2 separate regions of the Gossypium hirsutum genome follow, and region 1 is linked to region 2. A link is a contact called in public Hi-C data. All regions are on one chromosome and are shown on one strand. Each heading gives the region's core, a stretch centred on a gene start, on an enhancer-like site or on the middle of the called end of the contact. The rest is flanking DNA. Distances are from core to core; before and after follow the strand shown. Region 1 holds the start of LOC107892170 (triacylglycerol lipase 2). Region 2 holds the start of LOC107892178 (phosducin-like protein 3).

Region 1 (5,679 bases), core at 1,084-3,583, 170 kb after region 2:
AAATAAGTAATCCTACCAAACAAAGAATTAGCCATTTCATCCATTTTACAAAATTAAGGGTGACCACAAATCACCCATCTTTGCTGACATCCATTCCAGCATTGTAGTATAAAACAGACAATCATAAAGAGAAGGGGTTCAAAATAAAATACCCATAAAATCAAACACATCAAAAGGCTCAATTCAAACACAAAATCATTAACTCCATCACAAATTGAACCTGATCAAGATCCCACCTAATCAATTCCACAAAAAATAAATTTCATTTAAAAAAATATACAAACAAACCGAATTGCCAACTTAATAGATCTATTGAAGCGCAGGAATTAATTAAAACTACCTACTTTAATCTTACATCGAACTTGAACCGACTGATTTCGCTTGAAGTGGAAAATTGTTGAAGGGAAATAGACAAAAAAATTGAAGATAAAAAATCAGCAAATGGTTGAGAGTTTCATTTCTGAAAAGACTAGAAATGGCTAGGGCTTTTTTCCTTTTGTCAACGAAACTACTGTTGGTTGTTTTTTATATAGAAATGAATCCTGGGTCGGGGATGCAATGAAGGGAAGGGGAAGGAGAAGAAGAGAGCATTTAGAATGTTCTGATGCTGGGATGTGAAGAGGAAAAACTTTGGAAAGTGTCTTACTGAAATAAAAAGGGTAAGACATTTTCTCAAAAAAAAACTCCTTTTCCCGTGTTTTGTAAAATGTTTTACAGTGAAAAACTATTTTCAGCCAAACAAACATCGGAAAAGGCGGAAAAGTTTTTCCAGAAAATGTTTTACCCCAAACAAACGGACCTAGGTGTTGAATAAAATTATATCATTAGATAATTTTTGAAAAACACTTTTTTAAATTTTATTAATATAATATTTTATATTATTGTAAACAATTTTGGATAAAAATTAAATATATTAATTTAAATTTTTTAATTTTCTCTAATATATTTAAAAAAAAGTAAAAATCAGTTTAATATTTTAAACATTAATACTACTTTTGGTAGGAGTATTATTTACTCATCGTGCTAATTTCAATCGGTAATTTTTATCACTCATATGTCTTGTTTTGAGAAAAAAAATGATTTTTTTTGTTTATTTTGAAGAGGTCTTATTTTTTACTCATCTTTCAAGTTTTAATTTAAATTTGTACTAACTATATATTCTGTATGTGATAAATAAACTTTTTTCTTATGTTTATTTTATGATTTTATTCAATTTTTTTTCAAATTTCAAATTAAATAAAAAATTATTACGATTATCAATATAATTTATTAATCATACCCTTATTTCTTAAACATTACAGAACCAAGAAATTACACAAACTTGAAACCGGGGTCCCTCAATATTACCGTAAAAGTAAATTTTCTTAAAGTTTATAAATACGTCCTTCCCTAGAGAGAGAGACCCCACGAATTCACAAAAGCTAATCCTTATAGCTTGCTATAATCCATTTTGTCTCAATCTGCAATCTGTTTCAGGATATTCTTTTAGCACAAGACAAAGTTTCCACCATCATCATCCTAACCTGTATTGTTTATGATAAGAAGCAATGTATTAGTATCAATTTCTACTACTAACCCTTGTATTATGTATAAATTATAGATTTAGTCTGTCAGATTTTTAATTTTTAATTTTGTCCAAAGGTAGTTATTAAATTGTTTAAAAAATAAATTATATTATTTTCAAAACTTTGTGCATCTAGTATGTTACCATATGTAATGTCATGTAAGCCTGTAATCTGCTCATAATAATCATAAAAAAGTCACATCACTTTGGTTACTAAATTTAACGATTATCGTTTGAGTAAGGACTACAATTACAATATTCTAAAAATATATAATAAATCCACAACTTACACGTACAAAGAGATTTATGGCAAAATTTAGTTGTTATTGTTTGGGTCGACTTAAATTTCAAATTTCAAAAAATATAAAAAGTAAGATTGATTAGTTAAAATATTCCATAAATATTTGTGCTCTTCGTAAATTTAGAATTTAGTCTCTCCACTTTTCAAATTTCAAAAATCAAGTTACGGTTATTTTGTTAAATTGAGGTTCTATACAATGTCATTTTTTTAGTTGCATTGCTATTAAGTGGGTATTTTTTATTTAAAAAATAACAGTATTAACAAATGAACTTGAACTTTAAAATCCGAACAAATAGAGAAATTAAATTCTTAAAATAAAAATAAAGCAAATTTATGAAATTAGAGCCGAAAACTAAATATCAATTTATTAAAATTTTAGCATATATGTTGAGGTCCCACATTCCCATGCCCATCTCACGGAAAATGTATATAATGGGAAAAGGCTCCCTTATCTTATGGCATCAAATGATTTTATTGTCAATAGTTTTAAAGCCAAAGCTCGAAAGCTAAATCCTATTCCCACTGCTTTCGTCTTTCTTTCTTTTTCTTCTATATATAGCCATTGCTTTATAATCTTTCTCAATCTCTTTATATACATAGCATGCAAGTTATGGCTTTTTCTCCTACAGGGTTGTTGAGTTTGGTTGTGTTCATGGTCTTGGTGGTGGAGCCTCATCCAGCCTATGGCTCGAGCCGTGGTGGTTGGTTTGGCCGAAACCAAGGTGCAGCCACTCCACTAGTCAATGGGATATGCGCCGCCTCGGTCACTATCCATGGTTACAAATGTGAGGAACACCAAGTAAGAGCCTACGTTTTGTTTTGGTAGTAATTTAATAGTAACATGGATTTTGTTTCATTAAATAATTTTTACTTTCAGGTGAAAACCCAAGATGGATATAACTTGAGCATGCAAAGAATCCCAGAGGGACGTATAGGTGGGAATATTAGTGGAAATAAGAAGCAGCCGGTGTTGATACAACATGGTGTACTTGTGGTGAGCCCCTTTTTTTTTTCTTCTTTTCTTTTTACCATATTGGATGAATGTTTTACGTGATTTACTTTTACAAAAGAAATTGCCAAGACTTTATCTAAGCACCATAAAAGAATGTCTACCTTAGTTTGGGTGCACCATGTGTGGGAATAAAGTGACATTTGTTTCAATTTGGCAATCTTTTTTACTCGTTAAAGCTTTTAGTTTTTGCATTCTAATCATCAAACCCTAATTCGACCCCAAACAACAGAAGCATAATCAATTTACGGTTTTAGTCCCTATAATATACTTAATTTAATAGATTGGGTCCTATAATTTGATTATGCTATTATCATTAATATTATGTCTTAACCTAAATTACTAATCTTACAAAAAAATTATGTCTGCTAATCTAGAATTAAAAAATAAAAACCAAAACCCAAAATTCTTTATGGCATTTAAAATTATGGTAATCAAAATAATTGTTTTTAACATAATTTATCATTTACAAAAAAAAAATCAGCTTAATCTCATGATTTCAATTCTTTTTAAAAAATAAATCTTTACATTAGCCACATTATTGATTTGGATTAAGATATTAACAACAACAATAATAATAAACCCCCAAATTTAAAATGTATAATGATTTATTTGGCTCTCCAATGTTAAAAAAATATATATATATATATATATATATCATTTTAGCCGTTCATTTAACATTTCGTGTCTTTTAGCCTTGAACTTTGCGTTGTAGAATCACCTCAAAATGGGTGAAAAAATTAACGCCTATTAACTTTACTGACTTGACAATCCACAGGTATATCACTTTAGCAATATTATTGTAAAGCCCAAAATCTGCCCGGGCCCATACCAGCAAAATAGACCCAAATAATAAAAACAAAAGCAGCCCATTTTCAGCCAATTTAAACCCAAAAACTACAAGCCCAAATGCCCAATATTAATAAAAACCCTAGAGGCCCGAATGACCCAAAACTACACCAACTTTCAAACACAAAAAGAAACCCCAGCCGCATGTTGTTGCTGCCACCTCCTGCGCACGCCCACCGCCGCTACTCGCCAATCGTTGGCTTCGCGTGTCCACGCGTCTGACACCATCTACCGCTGCATGCTCCTCCTCCACTACCAGCACCTCCATGCCCTGCAAGATCAAGACAAAAAAACAGGATAGAATAATAGAAAAAGGATGTAAAAAGGGGTTATAAAACCCGAAATGAAGGACTGAAAGAGGGGAGGGGGGAACCTTTGAATATACAAAAATCGTATCAAACGAACATTGGAAATAAAAGAAAAAACACAAAAGGTTGATCTCTTATTCTACTTTCTTTATTTCCATTTCGTTTTTCATCTCTCTAATATTTCCTTTTATTTTAACACGAATCTATTAAATAAGAGTAGCCATAAAATAAAAAGAAAAGGAAGAGAAGAACCTTACCGGAACCGCCTGTGGTTGCTTCGCGGGAGGTCTCTCCTCCATCGTCGGGGCTAAAAGAGGGGTGAGGGCCCTTTCTTTCGGTTCTTTTCGACTCAAGAAGGCTAGGCCTTCAAACTCTTTTGGAACAAGGCCGAATGGCCTATTTTTGTGCATTGCCGGCCACCGAGTATGGTGGTGGTGCGGCGGTCAGACGATGGCAGCGAGGATGGGTCTCGAAACCCTATCTGCAAGGGAGGAAAAATAGAGAAGGGAGAGAGAGAGTAGGAAGACTCTCTGTCTTTTTTTTGAAAGAAAATGAAGTTAAAAATAAAAAAATTTGGGGCTTTAATGGCCATGCAAAACACTGCCGTTTTCCACCCTCACACACACACCCCCACGCCCCAAAACGGCGCAGTCTAGGGGGAACCTGTGTGTTTTGAACCTATGGGCTATTCGCTCCCATGGTCCCTTCAATTTTGGGCTTGTTTACCTCGGGCCCCTTTTATTATTTTATCTTTTCATAGATTTAACTGTTTAATTTTCTTTTGTTTTTGATTAAGCCCTCGGTTCTCTGGTGCTTCGAAATTCGACATACATCTTCAGAGTTGGGGAATAACTGCATGTTTAACCCCTGTTCTTTCACGTGTGCCTTATCATAGGCCCTGCGTCCCTTTTTATTTTTTTAGATAGGACCCTTGATTTTAATCTTTTCTAATTCGATACTTAATCTTATAACATTAATCTTTTTATATTTTATTGATTTTTCATATACATATACTTTTATTTATTCATTTATCTTAAACAGTTTCACATGTTATTTATTTTAGATTTTTATTAATTCTTTAAGCTGACTTATGTATTATGCATTTAAGATTGCTTTACAAATTCGTTTTACCTTAAACTTAGCCCTTTTTTAAGGAACTTGTCTCATTTCTATTTTAATGCTTTCATGTGTTGTTTGTTAACTTTCTACACGTTGTTTACTTTATATGTTTTTATATAAATTATTTATATTAAACTATTACATATTTTATATTCATATATAACTTTTAATTCAAGCTATTCTGTAGGTTATTCATTTTAAATTTTCTTTTATTTTTTGTAATACTTATTTTAAGCCATTTATATATATATATATATGTATATATGTATATATATATATTCTTTTTTCTTTTATACATCATTCATTTGAAATTATTTTTACCGTAACTACCTTAAGTCGTGTTATTTATCATCCATTTTAAATCCTTTTTATTTATTTAAATGATTCTATTATTATTTATTTTAGGTTTGTTTGCATATGGTTTTTTTACACTTTTGCATATATATATATATATATTTTTGAAGGACAGAAATTATTCATATATATCATCTTTTTAATTTGCCTCGTGTATTACGGATTTTAAAATTCT
Region 2 (5,704 bases), core at 2,764-5,263:
CAATGAAAGACGGTGAGAGGAAGGAAAAAGTTCACGTCAAAAAAAATATAGAGAAGAAATTGAACAAAATTAAATTTTACATGAAAGTTGTTTTAATCCTTTTAATTTGAGTTGGAAAAAGTTGTTGATGTGGCATAAAATAATTGGCTAAGACCATATATGAGGTGATGGGAAGGGTCCATGGAATAATTTCTCCTTAAAATCTATATAACTTGTCAATAAAACTAATTGAAAACTTAAACCAAATTACAATATACACAGATATGGATATCTACCTTCATTTCAACAAGGTATTCAGGCATCGGAGATTCTTCCAAAGGCTTTCGCATAGCATCATCCTCGGTCCTATGTAATTCATAAACAAAAGTATGTACAATTTATTATATATAACATAACTACCTTCTTATTTGAATCTAGTTCTTCCTGGATAACAATTTCTTAACCTTGTCATTCCCCCAAACACTAATGCGAGGGGGAAATTCATAGCTCTCATATCCATACCAAGGAATGGTATTACCTTGAACTTTGATAGAGCAGCTTGTTGGATCAAACTTTTTGATCAAGTAGCTCAGGACCTCCCTCTTCATTGACCACGAAGTCAATTGAATCGATGATTCCATACCAAGAGCACGAAGGATGTTCTCTATCTTCGTATCCTTCAAATCCTTGAACAACTTGATCGTACTTCGAGAACTACAAAGAGTAAGCATGCCTTACAAAAAAAAAACATTTATTGTCAATATGTTTGCTTGTATCATACAATAACTTACTTTTTAAAATTAAGCACATGAGATTATACCTTATACTTTTCATCTTGGCCTTCTACTTCCAACTCTTCTTTCTCCATGGTAGTACTTTTGAAAGGCTTCTTCTCCGAATTCAATAGTTTTGAGCGTTGTAAGGCCACCTTTGGACGCTCCTAGCTCAAAATAACACCAATGTTCCTATAACAAAATCTTCAATAAGTCATTTCTCAACCTCTCAACTAACCTCTAATTCAAATTTCCCTTTCTCATCAGTTATCTCGCTGTTGTTTCGCTCTCGGACACTTGCACTGCATAAACGGAGCACATAATAAACCCTACTACTTTTTCTAAAACGTTAAGCATTTTGTGTTTACATTAACCGAATTTGCTCCTTATTATATGAAAATAGAAAACCAAATAATTTAGGGGGGATAGTGGCTTCATTGATTTCTTCTGCAACCTACTTGCTATTAGAACCGTTATTGATATCACTCGGCTGATTAAAATCTATACTAATTACGTCGAAAAATATAGTATAAATACCAAAAAAACAAAGCTACATATGAGAATATATACCTCCAAAATAGTTCACAAGTCATCTAGATGGAATTCTGCCCATCCAGATGACATTTTATCATCAACACATATGGCCACGTGCCCTAAACAATGCAGAAACACAATTAATTCCATCAATAATATATGTAATTTCATTACCCAATATGACATCATTAAATCACTAATGCTCTAATGTCGATTCCCATGCAAGCATTCATGCGTTTACTATAAAAAAGTTAAACATGCATCGCCCTATAGTGCATCGTAATCATTAAAGAAAACCAGTGCATATGCTAGAATAGAATTTGTGGTTTTAAACCTTTTTACATAAAAATGCAATGTACTCCTTAATGCCCTCAACTCTAAAGTTGTAATAATTTCATACAACCAAATAAGAGGAGATGTGAAAAAAGCAAAATTCAACTACTAAAGAAAGGCGAGCTGTTAAATGGCGATGAATTATCAATGGAATGGAGCAAAGACTTACATTTTGAATAATTATTTAACTAATATAAAACCTATAAAGCTTATTCTGTCAATCACTAAAGATTCCAACTCCCAAACAATCGTTGTAAAACGATCTGATTTTTCATGGTATCAAAAAATACAGTTTTAGAATCTCGTTTTTGTAAACCAAATCCAGAGATTAAGTTATTATGAAAATATATTAAAGCTCGATTAAGAAATTTAACCGAGAAAATTAGTTAATTAAATTTTAGAGACTAAATTGTAGAAGTCTAATCGCTATTGAGTTTTAATTTAAAAAAGGCTTGAGAATCTAGATAGCAATTATCTAAAGAACCAAAATAGTTATTTAACCATTGTCCATCAGGAATTAGTGGCTGATAATATTGATTTCCACTTTGTTTAATTAATGGTTGATTAAGTATAATAATAACTTAATTAAACTAATTAAGTAAGCTTAATTAAAGTTTAAACTAAATATAAATAGGAATATAGTGAGATTCTCATCTTTCTTCCCATCATCCATAGAAAGAAAAGAAGAGAAAACTTCAAAGTTGTTCATTCATTCGGTCATACCAAAATTACCAAGGTAATCAAACTATTTTCATCAATTTTTTTATAGATTTATGATAATGGGAGCTTGATTTAGCTAGCTTGTGTATCAATTTATTTTATTGTTAAGTTTTTAGCAAGTTATCATTATAGAGAAATTGATGAATTAGACCTTAATTTGATAGTTAATAAGCTTAATCATGATAAAGACTAAATTGTAAAGCTAATTAAGCTTGTTAGATAATTTTGAAATATTAGGAATTAATTGAATAAATTGAAAACTGTCATGAGATTATATGAATATGGAATGAGCCATGCTTTATGATATTAAGTAAAAAATAGTATGATATAATTGCTACATGATATGATATATGAATATGGAATGAACATGCTTTATGATATTAGACATATATGAGTGATGATAAATTGAAAAAAGATTATGATATTGAATATGAATTGATATGTGAATTGATTATAAAATGAAATTGGATCATCGGTACTCTATTAACTATAAGCAGAGTCGAACATAGTTGGTATGCTATAGGGTTAGATTGTGCACGGGTTATACTTTGACTATATGTCAATGAGCGTTGGACGCATGTTACTTCAAACGTTCCAATGAGTGCTGGACACACCTTTTACTTTGGTTATACCTTTAAGCGGTAGGCACAATTTATATACTTTGGACGTTCCGATCAGACACTACTGGATGTCAAATTGGTATGTTGGTTGGATAATGCATGTACCCGTCCTAGATCCAAGTCAGGTTAATATGGGTATAAAGTATGAACTCGATAAATGATATTGAATTGAAATGATAGTATGAACCGGTACACATGTAGATATATGTAAAATATGACTTAAAATGTGAAAGACCATACGAACGAATTTATACAAGCCTGGAGGGTTGATATGGTAATAGAGCGAATCAATAGATTCGAGAATAAGATGAGTTAAAGAATGAGAAATTGATATGAAATGAAATGAAAATATATGTACCTTATTGTTGACTGGTATGACATGATAAATTCTAATGCAAATGATAAATGAATTGTTATACAAAATTGTTATTTCCATGCATTATATGTTAATGGAAGTTCTTGGCGTAAATGGAATGTGATTTGGCTAAATGTTAACTTATTTGATTAATGTTATTGTTATATTGACTTAAATCATGAAAAAATCACTAAGTTTTATTGTTCAGTGTATGGTTTGTTTATTCTATGTGAAGGTATGATCGTAAAATTTCGGCCCAACAATGTTTGTACAATACTTTACATTGCAATAGATGACATGTAACTAGGTTTGAACCATTTTAAGGTTGTAAATGGTGAATGGAGTGTTTTGATTATGGAATGATACATCTGTATATATGGCTTAAAGCTTTTAAAGGATGGAGATGTGTAATTGAACATCAACATGGGATGCAATGTTTTGCGTGTTGAGTTGAAGGAATCTACCTTCACATTGTGCATTTAAAGTCGCAACCCCGAGCCTATGTCAATGATGTCACAACACGGATCTATCATGGTCATAACCCCAACTCATTAAGTTATCAAAAGAGACTTTTGTAAGCTGATTATAAATCATGTGATGAATATGTATTAAACTTAATAGTTGAATTGAATGGTAACCAGCTATAGTTTCTCCGGGAACGAATTTAAGATCTCATAGCTCGGATCGAATGCTCAAGTTGATTTCAGTTGTAAGCTCAAAGCACCGAAAACCCATCATAATTTCATCCATTCCAAACAATTTTATTTAATTACACTAATAAGTAACAACACAGCAATCTGAAAATATAAATTATCTTTCAATTTTTTGGTGAGTTTTAAAGAGATCATATATTCTTTAACCACTGTCAAAATGGGAGTTCAAAATGAAAAAGAAAAGAGACAAGGAATTGACAGATTACCCGCTGTCAAAAGAGACGGGGAAGAAGAGGAACGACTAAAATGCACCAATCGGAACCTACGGCACTAGGCTTCGTTAGTCGTCGGAAAGCGAAAGACACAACAACGATGTCCAATGGGATCGGTTAGAACCGCAGTGAAAAAGATGAAAGCCTGGGATGGCATAAAACGTTGCCTTAAATGAAATCTACGGCATTGATGATGCAGCGGGCTTCGACCGGTGTCGGAGAGCGGCAAACACGACGGTGGCGTCGACCGGAATGGGTTGGAAGGAAGGCCGACAGGAATTGGTTTGGACGAGGAACGGGAAACGACGGCTTAGGGAAGAAATGTTTTTTTTTTTTAGCTTTAGTGAATTTATTTGATTACCTATAACCGGTAAATCCCGGTTTTGCTTTTATTTTAGGCTTTATCCTCTCTTTTTTTTGAATCTAAAGCCTCCTGCTTTTTGAAGCTTATGGTAAGCTTTTTTTAGCTTTCTGTAGAATTTCCCCATTATATCACCTTTTCGTTTTATGTTCTTTAAAAGCAGAGAGCCAAAGAGAGAAAGAAGGATCTGAGAAGGGAAAACATAGAGAAAAAAGCTTTAAAACAATGGCGGATTACCATTTCGTTTACAAAGACGTGGAAGGTGCTTCCACTCAATGGGACGATATTCAAAGAAAGCTTGGTAATTTACCCCCAAAGCCACCCGCTTTCAAGCCTCCTCCTTTCGAACCCGCACCCGACCCGGATTCTGCCCCCAAGGACAAGTCTTGGGTCGATGCCAAGACTGAAGATGAACTTGATGAACTCGAAGATGATCTCGATGATGATCGCTTCCTTGAAGAATACAGGTTTCATTTACATTTTTTCTTCAATTAATTGGATTTGTTTTGCGGATTTCAGTTTTAGGATTTAGACGTTATTATTTTGATAATTGGATTCAGAGGTGATTTTTTTTATTGAATTAAAATATTGGTTTAGATTATTTGGTTAAATTTGTTAGATTTATGAGCTGAAAGGGAAGTTTCACGTTGAAGCATGATAGCTTTAGGATTAATTCTGGTGATATCTTTTTTGTTCTTCATTTTGCATCAAATTCACGATTGCGAAATTGTTGGAACTTTTGCCTTGTGACTGGATTTTTATTAGCTATGGATCCTTCAAATACACATTAAAATATATTTGAGACATTGTATCTAACACTAACACTCAAGTTGGAGTAATACCATTAAGAAATCCGTGTGGGACATACACCCGAAACCGGCACTCGCACCGGAATTCAATTGATACAGGCTTCCATTGATATCAATGTTTGTGCATTTTATTGGAAAATTGGTGTTGTTTTTGATAGAAAGAAGAGGCTAGCTGAGATGAAGGAAGCAGCTAAGGTTTCAAAATACGGATCGGTGATGCAGATTTCAGGATCTGATTTTGTGCGCGAAGTTTCACAAGCTCCTCAAGATGTCTGGGTGGTTGTCTTTCTCTACA

Evidence for each region. Hi-C and Micro-C count contacts between places; a contact is called where the count stands out from the background.
Region 1: a Hi-C map of hypocotyl shows a contact between it and region 2, with 2.1 times the contacts expected there. The contact joins the promoter of LOC107892170 here to the promoter of LOC107892178 in region 2. A contact is called at or near these places in 4 of 34 Hi-C or Micro-C datasets (hypocotyl and leaf).

What each region holds. Positions count from the first base shown.
Region 1 is chrD09:12,062,386-12,068,064 of Gossypium_hirsutum_v2.1, forward strand. It overlaps LOC107892170 (triacylglycerol lipase 2), which reads left to right and starts at 2,334. Exons shown (of 9, transcript XM_041101805.1): 1 at 2,334-2,650; 2 at 2,743-2,859. The coding sequence starts at 2,609.
Region 2 is chrD09:11,888,438-11,894,141 of Gossypium_hirsutum_v2.1, forward strand. LOC107892178 (phosducin-like protein 3) reads left to right here and starts at 4,014. Exons shown (of 4, transcript XM_016817187.2): 1 at 4,014-5,067; 2 at 5,568-5,704. The coding sequence starts at 4,826.